Linked DNA regions of Mus musculus: region 2 is linked to region 1. The links are chromatin contacts, called in public HiChIP or PLAC-seq maps. All regions are on one chromosome and are shown on one strand. Each heading gives the region's core, a stretch centred on a gene start, on an enhancer-like site or on the middle of the called end of the contact. The rest is flanking DNA. Distances are from core to core; before and after follow the strand shown.

Region 1 (7,355 bases), core at 4,446-6,945:
ACACAAGAGAGATCAAGAGAGAAGGAAAATGGATTTCATAGCTCTCCCAGGGACCGAGGGAAACTGGGAGACGTCTTGCTTTTCTCTCTGGCCCCTACAGGAGACATCCTTAGTTCTGATTACATCAACTTCTCTACTCTGTCTGTATTGTCTGTGTTTGGTGTACCAATCTGTCCACGTGTCAATTCGTGTCTGTTTTTGTTTCGTTGTCTGAATGACTGTTGTTCAATCTTTCATGTTGAAAAGAAAATATGGTTAAAACTTTATCTGCTGGCTCTCCATCTCTTGATTCAGTCTCAGTTTGCACAGCAGAGGCTGATTAAAGTTGCCCTGCACCTTAGCCAGGAGTCACGCACAGCAGGAGAGGTCCTGCTGAAAAACTGTTTTTAAGAAGGAGTCTGCAGCTTCTTAGTTCTAAGGCAAATAAGCTGATAGTTGTTTTTTCCTAGAAAATTCTCTGCAGTTGTGATTATTGGGTTTAGCAAATGACAAAGTGCTTATTATCTTGAAATTATAGAAAAAGTAAAAATTCTTTGATTGGTCTAAATTTATAAGATCAGTGTAGCCGCTTCATTTGGTTTCTGACTGGTCTTAAAGGTATAAGTATGCTCTGCATGTCTTGGTCATAGAGTAATGGCTTACAAGTTTTTGGGTATGATTAAAAAGGTAGAACATTGGTAACAAGAAAGTTAGCTTAAAACTGGTAACTCAGGGTTGGAGTCATTTTAAATAACAACATGTGGCATGAACCAGCCCAGGAAACTAGGCCTCTAAGGATACTTCCAAAATGGGATAATATTTTATGTGATTCTTATCCTAGAAACTAGACTTATAAGAGATAATACAATATCTCTTTAATGAAGCATTAAAATTTGCACTGTCATGCATTCATATATTTGACAGCCAAACTTTGTAACGTGAAAGTGATGTTTCTGGTATTAATTTTTTTCTTTTTTCTTTTTTTTTGGTTTTTCGAGACAGGGTTTCTCTGTATAGCCCTGGCTGTTCTGGAACTCACTTCGTAGACCAGGCTGGCCTCGAACTCAGAAATCTGCCTGCCTCTGCCTCCTGAGTGCTGGGATTAAAGGCGTGGGCCACCACGCCCAGCTGAGCTCAGGATTCTTAACTCATCCATATATTGTTAATTAGGATGATTATGGATGATTATAAGAGTAATCATCTTATGAGAGTGCTAATGCAGCTCACTTCAGCCATCTGGCTATACAAAGCAAAGGCAGAGTTATCTAGATATATTCGTCTTTGTGCAGAAATTGGACCCTTATACAATCAGTTTGTCTTTGGTTGCTGCCTTACAGGGGACTACAGTACAAGCAATGCTTTCACAGCACTAAGGTTATAAGGAATGTTTTAACTATAAGTCATCTTATGAAAGACTGTCCAAAATTAGAGGCATTGACAGAGAGTTGAATTGTTCCTCTGGAATCTGTCCTCACTGTAGGAGGGATAATCTTTGGGCCGGGACTCAGGCAGTAGGCTCAGATTAAGAAATATTTATATTTGAATTAATGCAAAGCTCAGAGCAGCCTCAGCAAGACTTGTGTGGTGTTTCTTTTTTGCAAACCCTGCGAGTTCTTGGGACCTTGCCTCTCCTTGCCTCTGGAGAATTTTTTTTTTAAAGCCAAAACAACATTATTACAGATCTATCCAGGTGTTGTTCAAATAAAGTTTAAACTTAAGATTTATGAAAGGTCAATGAGGCTGTAGAACTTATAGAGTCATTATACTCTGGCTTGCCTACTCCATATAGAATTATTATAGATTTGGAAGGTTTTTTTTTTCCTTTACATCCTGATAATTGTAAAGGGTTTGCTTCTAGTGAGCTTGTGATCATTGGAAAGATTTGCCTCTAGGTATGGCTAATAGCCTTATATTATGTAAGAAAAAAACTTTTTTTTTGTCTCTGCTTCAATAAAAAAGCTAGGACTTTGAATCTTTCAGTATATATTGTTTCTTATATAGAAAGTATTTTATTAGCTAACGCCTGTGGAGGAAAATTTACTACAAATCTTTGCTTTTACACAATGAGCTTTAAAGTTTTGGGGTGTAACTGTTGCTTCAGAAAAGATTCAGAGGCAATATCTTTTTAAATATTTAGGGTCTCAGTTTTATCCTAGAAAAATTATAATTAAAAAAAAATTAAAAAACAAGAAAAGAATAGATCATTTGCTTACTTCAAATTATTTTTAAAAGCTTCCAGGAGAAGTTAATTGGCTAAGACCTCACCTGAAGCTCACCACAGAAGGACTTAAGCCTTTGATGGATGTTATCAAGGGAGATGAAAATTAACTGATGAAAAACAAAAGAGAAAGTAGAGGGAACTTCTGCAATCAATGGTAATCAAATATTACCTGTGTATTCTAGTTATTGTTACTCAATGTGCCCACAGCAATTCTTTGACAAAAGAGTACATTAATGTAGAATCACCTTTCTTCATCTCCAAGTAAAGTTTCAACATCCTATTATGAAGCTGTTGTGGTGTTAATAAAGAATTGAAAGATAAAGTCATGAAGGTATTTTTAAAAAATGTCTTAAAAAACTGACAAAGGCGTCTGTTCCTTGTTTCGAACAGCAATTAAGTTGGTTATTGCAGAATATTGATATTTGGCCTATTGCATAGCAAACTTTTTAGGTAAAATTGATAATCATTATCCAAAGGATAAGTTGTTAAAAATTGCTTCTATGCACGCTTTTGTATTTTCTGTAAATTTATACATGCATGCATCCCATAAAGAATACATCTACTGTATTTAAAAACAGGCCTTCTATGGGAGAGAAGTATATGTGATTGGATATATATATATATATATATATATATATATATATATATATATATATTTCAGGGCCTACAATTGTTTGAAATTGTTCCTTTTTTAGATACTGCTAATTCTCAAAATTGCAATTGTTTATGCATATACAACCCAAGTTAAGAAAAAAATACTGTTCCTTTAAAGGACTGTCTTTGGACATTTAAGAACTCATCCTAGATTGCCTGGACAAGACCCCTTAAGGTGACGCCACCCCAGATTTGTATCCCAGGCAGATTATAGGCCTTACACAAGAATAACTGGCCATATAATCTCATTCTTTACATCATCAAAATAGAAATGGCTTGAGATAATAATTTGGTATTTTTAGAGAATGTGCATGTCAAATTGTAGAGACTTGTTCTCAGTGTTCCCAGTTTCTACCTGTTCCACATAATGGTGTTAATTCTCGAGGACTTATACTTAATCAATAATTGCAAATGGATACTTATATTTCTGATTTTAGAAAATAAAATATGCATATGTGACTATTGATACCTTTTCAGGCTTTCTAGTTGCAACTGCTTTAACAGGAAAAGCAACTAAAAATGTAATTAGTCATTGCCTGCATTGTTTTTCTATGCTTGGAGTTCCAAATCAAATTATAACAGATATTGGAACTGGGTATTACAGTCAAGCATTTGAGATTAAAAAAATTACTTATTTATTTCTTAATATTTATTTATTATATGTAAGTACACTATAGCTGTCTTCAGACACTCAAGAAGAGAGCATCAGATTTTGTTACGAATGGTTGCTGGGATTTGAACTCAGGACCTTTGGAAGAGCAGTCAGTGCTCTTTTTTTTTTTTTTTTTTTTTTAAGATTTATTTATTTATTATATGTAAGTACACTGTAGCTGTCTTCAGATACACCAGAAGAGGGCATCAGATCTCATTACGGGTGGTTGTGAGCCACCATGTGGTTGCTGGGATTTGAACTTCAGACCTTCGTTAGAGCAGTCAGGTGCTCTTACCCACTGAGCCATCTCACCAGCCCGCAGTCAGTGCTCTTAACCGCTGAGCCATCTCACCAGCCAGCATTTGAGATGTTTTGTCAACAATTTAATGTTACCCATGTTACTGGGATTTTTTATAATTCTCAAGGACAAGGTATTGTGGAACTTTAAAACTATATCTTCTTAAACAAAAAAGGGGAGAATTATATCCCCATGCACATTATTTAAATCACACTTTTTATTTTAAAAATTTTAAAATTTGGATACCAAAGAACTCCTTGCTGAGTGCCTTATAGTATCCTACAACTAGGCATACTCATGCCTAGGTGAGATGAAAGGATCTATTTATCGGCATATGGCATGATCCTTATCAGATATTTAATATGGGGAAGAGGGAATGTTTGTGGTTTTTTTCCACAGAATGCTGCAAGAGCTTGCTAGCTGCCAGAGTGATTGGTGTGGCAAGCTGACATAAAAGGATAACGCTGACCTGTGAGCTTACTGAGTGCCCTGACAATGGTAGCAAGAAAGCTATATTAGATATATGTTCTTGACCCACCTTTGCTTGCCTATGTCCCAGATTAGACAAGCTAAACTGCCTTGCTTCAAGGACAGAGAACATAGAGAGATTGTGGAAACTGATTTAGGAAAACGAATCAAAGGGAGGAGTTACAATGACTCTTCTCTTTCCTTTAATGGGATCAGTTATTCTGGCTCAATCATGGACTGGTCTAGAAATAATTCCAATATTGGAGATTCCTATTATGAAGATAGCTAAAAATCTTTATCAGCCAGCAGAGTTAACTTGGAGCATAGCCTCCACTATTTACATGAGAAGTTAACAGTTTTTCTGTTGATTCTCAAGCCCAGCACCCCCACCCCCACCCCCCCAGCTTGGGCTTGATCTCTGCTAATTTGCAACTGAATTAAGTGCCTGGGACATCCCCACAGACTACCTTAATCTTGCTGCTTTCAACTTTGACTTTGTGTTTCAAGCAGGTCAGTTGCCTCCATGCAGGTTTGCCTTCAGCAAAGCACAGATGGCAGTGATTCACGGCTATGAAGAAATGCATTGAGTGCATATTGTGGCTTTGGTCTGATTGGGAAAAAGGTGTGCAATGAGGGCCGGCAGCCAAGGATGGGCCACTGGGTCTATGGCTTATTTCAACCTAAGACAGAGGCATGTGCCAATAGGCTGTGTTTGTTCATAATCAACACTAAAATGCTATGTTTGTGCAAATAAACACAAGCTGCACATGTTCTCTGAGACGGGTCTGAATAAGTCCAATTAGTCCTAAGACAGGCATGGCTAACAGCCACCATAATTCTCAGGCAGGACCATGGAGCATAAGTAAATTATATGCCTCAGTCCAGCTAATTTTTAATAAATAAAAAGGGAGGAACTGTGCCCTTCCCCCAGCCTTGAGCAGGCTGGCTCAGACCTTGCTTGCCACAGCCAGCTAGCCCACCTAGGGTGGAGTCTTCTGACCTAGGTAAAGTCTATTGTCCTGCCACATCTGCACCTTTCCTCCAAGATGCCACTACCTGCTGAGAGGTTGAACCTCTTTTCCTGACAAAAGGCAGCTGATCCTCACAAGCAAAGAGATCCTGGCATGGTAGGGGATGGGTCCCCCCCTTTATAAGCTTAAACTCTTAATTAAACAGTGGCCTTGATCAGAAAACTTTGTCTTGGCTCGTTATTTCTTTTGCTGCCTTTCCCATCCCAAATCCCATCTTTACTTTCAGGAACCCAGTAACCTGTGGACGCAGGTGGCTGGCTACACCATATAAACCTTTAACTTCCAGAAACCCCGACTTCTTTCATATCATGTGTGTTCAACTAACTCCTCCCGTGGACTCACATTGGGCTCCTCCAAGTTTCACCTACCCAAGCACTGTGTCCCACAGCTGACTCCTACTATGTGGGGCACACCCAACTGACTCGCAGCCCAGCTGATGATCCACTCAGACCCACATTGGAACTCCAGATTAAACAAAGACCGTGAGTATCCCTGGCACCCGTTCCAAAAATCCAGACCTTCCAGCCACTCTGAAGAGAGTCACTCTATTGTCTTCCCACTTTTGTTTTCGGGGAGAGCTATTGCACTGACTCTGGTCCAAATCCAGAAAGTCTAATGGATCATGAACAAAAACTCCGATTCCATCCCCTACCCCCCCCCCCATGCTTTATTCTTTCTTTTTCCACTCCTGGCCTCCCCGCCCATTTGACTTTTTCTTATCCATCTATCTATCTATCTATCTATCTATCTATCTATCTATCTATCTATCTATCTATCTATCTATCTATCTATCTATCATCCAGCCATTGCCCCTTCTCCCAGACCCCCTCCCACAGTTCCTCAGACCATTCCTCCCCCTCCTGTCTCTGAGAGAATGCTTCCCTACCACCAGGCCTCCCCCCTCCCTGGGGTCTCAACTCTCTCGTGGATTAGGCACACCTTTTCCCACTGAGGCCAGACAAGGCAGTACCTTACTATATATGTATGTGTGTGTGTGTGTATGTGGGCACTTGTGTATGCTGCCTGGTTTGGTTGGTGACTCAGTGTCTGGGAGCTCCCAGAGGTCCCGGTTAGTTGAGACTGATGGTCTCCCTATGGGTCGCCCTCCCCTTTTGCTTCTTCCATAACTTTCCCTAGTTCCCCATAGGGGTCTCCAACTTCAGTCCAATGGTTGAATGTAAACATCTGCATTTGTCTCAGTCAGCTACTGATTGGGCTTCTCAGAGGATAGCTATGCTAGGCTCCTGTCATGTATGTCCTTTTGGATCTGGGTTACTTCACTCAGGATGGTATTTTCTAGTTCAACCCATTTGCCTGCATAACTCATGATGTTCTCATTCTTAATAGCTGAGTAGTATTCCATTTGTAAATGTACCACATTTTCTGTATCTGTTCTTCCATTTTGGGACATATGGATTGTTTCCAGATTCTGGATATTACAAACAAGGCCACTATGAACATAGTGGAGCATGTGTCCCTCTGGTGTGGTGGGGCATCTTTTTGGTATATGTCCAAGAGTGGTATAGCTGGATCTTCTGGTAGGTCTATTTCCTATTTTCTGAAGAACCGCCAGATTGATTTCCAGAGTGGTTGTACCAATTTGAAATTCCACCAGCAATGGAGGAGTGTTCTCTTTCTCCACATCCTCACCAGCATGTGCTGTCACCTGAGTTTTTGATCTTAGCCATTCTGACTGGTGTGAGGTGGAATCTCAGGGTCATTTTGATTTGCATTTCCCTGATGACTAAGAACTTTGAACATTTCCTTAAGTGCTTCTTGGCCATTTAAAATTCCTCTGTTGGGCTGGTGAGATGGCTCAGTGGATAAGAGCACCCAACTGCTCTTCCGAAGGTCCAGAGTTCAAATCCCAGCAACCACATAGTGGCTCACAACCATCTGTAACGAGATCTGACTCCCTCTTCTGGAGTGTCTGAAGACAGCTACAATGTACTTCCATATAATAAATAAATAAATCTTTTTAAAAAAATTCCTCTGTTGTGAATTCTTTTTTTTGTTCTATACCCCATTTTTAAATTGAGTTATTTGTGTTTT
Region 2 (6,393 bases), core at 3,687-6,186, 230 kb before region 1:
CAGTAAGTACAGGAGTGTTCACGTGGCCCATCTACATAAAAAACCCATTGCTAGGCCAGATCAAGTTTTATGAATGGTAAAACTGAACTCCCAGAAAGACTTAAGGGGGCCTGGGTTGCTTCCTTTAGGAAGTTTTTCACGCCCCCCAGGTGCTGCAGAGCCCCTGTGTGAAACAAAGCGTCTTTAACTTAGCCGTTTTTTAAATAAATTAGGTAGTATGCTAAGCACCAAAGACGTGTTTGAAGAGTATCCGGTAATTGATAAGAATGGATCTGCCTAGTCAAGAGCGTGCCGCATCCTACTTCTCTCTTTAGGTTTTGAGACAGGGTCTTAGCTTGATCTCAGGCTTCACCTGCTGGGTAGCCAAGGTGAGCTCCCTTTGTCCTGCCTCTATATCCTGAGCGCCGGCCACTCTCACACCCATATTATTTGGTGCCAGGGATGGAATCCAGGGCTTCCTCCATGGTAGGCAAGCATTCTACAGGTTGAGCTTACAGCTCCAAACCCCCTCCCCCTGCACCCCGTTTCTAGTTACCCTATCTTCTCCAAAGGAGACTGTGCCCCTTGGCACATCAGGCAAGAAAGCTTGGGGATGATTGCTTGGGTTTGGGCTGGGGAGATAAGAGTGTGACTGTCCCCCCGACTCTTCTTATCTCAGGCACCTGTATCAAGTGCAACAAAGGTATCTATGGGCAGAGCAATGCCTGCCAGGCCCTGGACAGCCTCTACCACACCCAGTGCTTTGTCTGCTGCTCCTGTGGTGAGTGTACCTGCAGCTTAAGCCCCCCACCCCCACCGGCCAAACCCTGATGCAAAGGAGCACCTGCCAGGACCCATGGCTGTCCCATTCCCTTGTCTGAGCACTAGCTACCTGCCTTGTCCTCCCCCGGGGCTGTCTCTCAGCCTCCCTGCTCCGTCCTCTGAACCTCTCTTTCTCCTGTGCCTCCCTGCCGGCCCAGCTTTGGGCTCCAGCCCCACCTCTTCTTTGGTGAGGTTTGGTCTTGGGCAGCAGAGTTGCCTGGGGCGACGGTGAAAGACTGGAATGTGGGAAGGGCGGGGTGTGGGCTGGGGGAATGGGGAGCTTTGGGGGGTGCGGGAGGGGGTTTTTCTCTTGGCTGGTCAGAGTTCAGCCACCTCACTAGAGTGGAGGCCATCGGGCCATGCCAAGCTGATGACATCACACCGGAGGAATGTCTGCTGCTGCTGTTAGCTCAGGAGGCCCTCGGTGGGGGTGCTCCCCCCCCCACACCCTCCCTCACCTCTCATTATCCCTTCCACACTGCTTACCCGGTCTGATTCCTGCTAACCCTCTAATCTCCTATCTCTGCCTGTCTGACTCTACCACTCAGCTTTTCCCTTCCTCCCCCCACTTCTGCCTGCATCTCTCTGGGCTGATCTGGCTGCCCTTTCCTTTAGGCCTCTTCCTGGTGTGCCCCCTCTTTTCCTCTCCCATGTCAGAAAGTGAGCCTTTCTCGACGACCCCCCCCAGCAGAACTGGAACTGGGGAGCCTTCTCCTTCTGCACTCTGTTCTTCTTGCTGTCTTTGACCGCTCAGATCTGATGGAGTAGCTTCAGATCCGTTGGAGTAGCTTCAGATCCGATGGAGTAGCTTCATGGGTGTCAGGCTAAAATGGTCTGCCATGTAGAGTTGGGGAAAAAAAATCCCAGGAGCCTCTGACCCCAAAGACTTGTGTTCCTTGAAGCCCTCAAACAAAGCAGTAGCTTCCAAAGATGCCCTGACCACCACAGAGGCTAGACAGACGCGTGAGAATAGGATGGCTACAGTGAAATGAAGAATCCTGGGCTAAAACATCCCAGAGGCTAAGGCCTGGAACCAGTGTTCCATGCAAATCAAATAATACCTAGTCTAGTCAGAGCTTCTTAGCAGGTACACCAGCCTGGCCTGACCTTGGCTCTCTCTTAGGTGGCTCCCCATGCCTTGAGCCCTGAGGAGGTGTGGGTGGCAGACAGCTATTGAAGACACAGGAGCTAGAGGAGGAAGGAGCAGAAACGTTGTTCCGCTGGAATGAAGCCAAAGCCAATTGGAATTGTATCGTACTGGATTTTTTTTTTTCCTTTGAGGCAGGCTTTACTGTGTGTAGGCCATGCTGACCTTAAACTCTTGGTCTTTCTGTCTCTGTCACATGGATATGGGGTTTTTGTTTAGGAAGGGAAAATAGACCACACTTAGGAGGAAAGCTTTAAATAAAGTCCAGGTCCAAATGTCCTGTCAGGATTGGGGAGCAGGGGCCAGAAGAGGAAGAGCCCTGTGTGGGGGCTCCAGCGTTAACCTCCAGCGCCTCCTCTGCTGCTTCTAGGACGAACTTTGCGGTGCAAGGCTTTCTACAGCGTCAATGGCTCTGTCTACTGTGAGGAAGACTATCTGGTGAGTGAAGGGCCGAGGCTTGGCTTTCACAGTGGGACCCCGGCGGCCGGCGGGTTCCATCACAGTTTTCAGCGTGGTAACTCTGTCCTGTCTCCTCTCTAGTTTTCAGGGTTTCAGGAGGCAGCTGAGAAGTGCTGTGTCTGCGGCCACTTGATTCTAGAGAAGGTAAGGAACGCCCCTTCAGCTGGGTTTTGGGGGCCACCGGCCTGAAGGGCAAGAACTAGTGGCATTGCAAATAGAGAGCCTTTTGCTAGATGGTCATTTTCTTACCCGTCCTCCCCAAAGCTGCCTCACGGTGATCCCCTGTGAGAGCCAGTCCGTAGTCTCAGCCTCCAAGGGCGTCTGTGATCTGTCCCTTCCCTGATTCTGGACACAGCTGCCCTCCAGCCTGAGCTACGTGAATCGGCTCCCTTTTCTGCTACTGGTCGGAAACAGCTGGAACTCAGCTTTCTTTTCTGTATAAGAAGAAGGAATTGGGTTAAGGTTTACAGGATCCATGATCCTTGACTGTTGCTGTCTAGTAGCTACCTGGGAAGAACTGACAAAAGGAATTCATTCTGGCACCCACCTCAAATTGTAATAAAAAAGAGGGGTGGTCTGTTAGTTGAGCGAATGCCACAAGACAGCCTGGGCTCCATCCTCAACCCTGCGCAAACCAGCCGTAGTGCGGCAGAGGGTGTCGGGGTCAAAGCCATCCTCAGCTATGCGGTGATGAGGTTTGGGTTTTCTCTCTATTTTTTCTTCTTGGTTTTGGGTTTTCAGGTAGTCCTGGCTGTCCTGGAACTCACAGAGATCAGCCTGCCTCTGCCTCCCAAGTGCTAGCACTAAAGGTCTGTCCTGCTGCTGCCAGGCTCCATAGAGGTTTTTTTTGTTTGTTTGTTTTGTTTTTGTTTTTGTGGGTTTTTTTTTTTTTTTTTTTTTCCCGAGACAGGGTTTCTCTGTATAGCCCTGGCTGTCTTGGAACTCACTCTGTAGACCAGGCTGGCCTTGAACTCAGAAATCCGCCTGCCTCTGCCTTCTGAGTGCTGGGATTAAAGGCGTGCGCCACCACGCCCGGCTTCCATAGAGTTTTTAAGGCCAGTCTTAAGATACTTTTGACCCTGTCTCCAAGAAAGACTCCTTGGTCCCCTCAAATTAGGTAGCATTCTTCTAGGAGGACTGGGGGTGGGGTGGGGTTGGTGGTGGAAAGGAACGTGATGGGTAGCTGGAGAGAGGCTGTGGGGACACTGATCCTTCTCCCGCCCGCCCTGTGAGCTAGATCCTCCAGGCCATGGGGAAGTCCTATCACCCGGGCTGCTTCCGATGCATCGTATGTAACAAGTGCCTGGACGGCGTCCCCTTCACTGTGGACTTCTCCAACCAGGTGTACTGTGTTACCGACTACCACAAGTGAGTCTGACCCCTGGGAGGAAATGTGGGCCTGGGCCCAGGGAGTCCTCAGCCTCACTTATCACTGTCTTCTTTTTTAGAAATTACGCCCCGAAATGTGCAGCCTGCGGACAACCCATCCTCCCCTCAGAGGTCAGTGTATCCAGAGTTCCTCGGGGCGGCCAGCGCTGCCGCCTCTGGGGAGGAGATGGGGACATGCAGCCTGGCCCTTGGGAAGTGGCACTTCGAAGGAATGTGCATTCTGTGAAAGATTCCCGTGTGACTCTGCTCTTGGGGTCACCACCCTGACCTAAACATCCGGACCTAGACTAGCTGGGCCCAGGCTCCATATCTTCTGTCCCCCGTACAGAGAACAAGGCTTTCTTTGGAAGTCAAGGTCACCAGATACAGGGACTGAAAAGGGGTGAAACTGTCCTTAAACTGGTAAAAAAAAAAGGGACAGGGATTATTTGAGCTGTGTGTGGAGAGGGTATGTCTAGAGGAAAAGCTACAGCCTCTTCCTTATATTGGCTTGTGCTCAGCCTTTGCCTTCCCCTGCCCCTCCCCCTCCCCCCTGCTTCTCAGCAGGAGGAAGCTAGCAAGTAAGGCTGAGCCCCTGTGTGTGGAGGGGAGCTAGAGGCCTGGAGGCATGGACAGTGCCAGGGTAGTGGGTAGCATTCTGGTAGGAGTTGCTTAAAAGATCTCAAAGCTACATGTTAGCTACGTGGAATCTAACTGCGGGAAGAGGCCTTTATAAACCCTCTTGATGGAGCAGGAGGGTTTCTGTGGTATGGGATGGGGATTTGGGGACACCATGCTCTGCTTATCCCCCATGGGACTCTACGTGTTTCAGGGCTGTGAGGACATTGTGAGGGTGATATCCATGGACCGTGATTATCACTTTGAGTGCTACCACTGTGAGGTAAGTGTTGGGGTTCGGGGATGATGTGGGGAAATCGGAATTTGGAAGGGGGATTCTTGGAATGACTGGGCATCTGTGGGAGGGATTTAGGATACAGAAAACCAGGACACTGCAGTGACCTATGTCCAGTCTCTCTTGTCCTCTAGCTTTTCTTTCTAATCCTAGTTCTTTTTAAATCTGGAATCTGGCTTCCCCAGCCTCTGAACTGCTGGAATGGGGCTTGTCTCATGATTTCTGCTGCTGCAGCGACCCCTGGTGTCCAGAAGAAGTATTTCTCGGGTTTTCACTTCAAGTCCACCCTTTCACCCTTCACCCTCCCTGGGGCCTTACCACTCACTTGTCCAGTCACCCGGAGTCTCCCAGGATGGCCTCAGGGTAGGGAGCCTGGGTGGAAGTGAACCAGTTGCCTTCTTCCCTAGGACTGCCGCATGCAGCTGAGTGACGAGGAAGGTTGCTGCTGTTTCCCTCTTGATGGACATTTGCTCTGCCACGGCTGTCACATGCAGCGCCTCAGTGCCCGGCAGCCCTCTACCAACTATATCTGAGCTGACGTTACTGCTGCCACCACCACTGTGGAGAAACTCTCTGGCCAGCGGAGGCAAGGAGTGTATTCTGCAATCCTTGTGAAGAGGTCTCTGGGGAGGCCCCGAAGGCCAGAGACCCAAAGATCCTAACATTCCAAATGGGCTGCGGAGGAGGAACCTTCTGGTTGCCGGGAGAGTTGACTGGTGTTCATTGCGTGCAGCCTGTGCTACAGTAGATGGGATGTAGCACACGCAGGCGGGTTTCAGTACTTCCTGAACGCCAGATTATAATGTATTTTTCCAGTGTATGTTTCTATATACGTCACACAATGTTCTGGTGCTGGATCACATGAGGGCATCACAGAAACCACCCCCAGTCTGTTGTACCCTATGCATGGAGTCAGTGGAACCTTTCCCACGGGATCCTATCTTTGTCTGCGCTAAGGGCTGGAAGCCCTGGACTTTGTGATGAGCCATTTCTTGGCTCTCTCCCTAAGGACTAGAGAGCTCCCCGTGTCTGTCTGCTGGGACTGGGACCAGCTCTGGGGGACCTTGCTGCCTGTGTTGCCTGTTTCTCAGGGACCTGGGGAGGCTAACTGGGGCCTGTCCCTGGTTGCTGTTTTGCTCTTCTGGGGGAAGAAATGAGCAGGTTTCTGGATGTGAAACTTGCCGGTGAGTAGGATGTCCCTGAAGCATCAGGCTAGCCCCACTCCCCCTGTTTAAGTGCACTGAGCCTGTAGCCCAGCATATGTGGATACATTGTAGCCACGTGTGCCTGTGCACCTCCCTCCCTACTCCTCTTTTCTCAGGTGACTTACGCTTAGTTCCCTAGCAGTAGCCTATCTTTTGAGACCCCTTTTTAAAAGGGATCCTGCATTGGATCTGACCTGTTACAACCCCACCACTCAAGGCATTGGGGAAGCTGGAGAGAAGAAAAATAGGTTGACTTGGTTCTAGCCGCTTGGCTGAAACTTGAATTCCCCTTAAGCAGGATGTCTTAAAGCCAGGTCACTTGCTGGCTGGAACTCAAGTTCATTTGATGACCAGGTTGCCAAGAGTCCTGTCCCCTACTGAGTGTTCTTATAGCTGCCTACATGTTTTGTTCTTTTCATTGCACTGAGCATTCAGTGATTCCTGCCTGTTCATCAAGAGTATGTCAGAGGTTTGTTTGGTTTTTGGTTTTTCGAGACAGG

The links. HiChIP or PLAC-seq counts read pairs in DNA pulled down with a chosen protein or histone mark.
Region 2: an H3K27ac HiChIP or PLAC-seq map of embryonic stem cells shows a contact between it and region 1, with 6 read pairs. The contact joins two enhancer-like sites. A contact is called at or near these places in 1 of 39 promoter capture datasets (hematopoietic stem and progenitor cells), 2 of 115 datasets of contacts at active chromatin or transcription factors (embryonic stem cells and large pre-B cells) and 1 of 9 other capture datasets (liver).

Annotation. Positions count from the first base shown.
Region 1 is chr14:54,339,386-54,346,740 of GRCm38.p6, reverse strand. No RefSeq gene overlaps it. Among named protein-coding and RNA genes, the nearest start is that of Oxa1l, 18 kb to the left of the region's middle. Within about 2 kb of position 5,695, at least 6 of the 459 cell types and tissues checked have an H3K27ac peak or open chromatin away from gene starts, as enhancers often do. A contact at or near this core is called in embryonic stem cells, where this site is marked.
Region 2 is chr14:54,567,759-54,574,151 of GRCm38.p6, reverse strand. Ajuba (ajuba LIM protein) reads left to right here. Exons shown (of 8, transcript NM_010590.5): 2 at 659-760; 3 at 2,319-2,386; 4 at 2,489-2,551; 5 at 3,645-3,775; 6 at 3,856-3,907; 7 at 4,608-4,676; 8 at 5,096-6,393. The coding sequence ends at 5,221. Among named protein-coding and RNA genes, the nearest start is that of Ajuba, 6.7 kb to the left of the region's middle. Within about 2 kb of position 4,936, at least 39 of the 459 cell types and tissues checked have an H3K27ac peak or open chromatin away from gene starts, as enhancers often do. A contact at or near this core is called in embryonic stem cells, where this site is marked.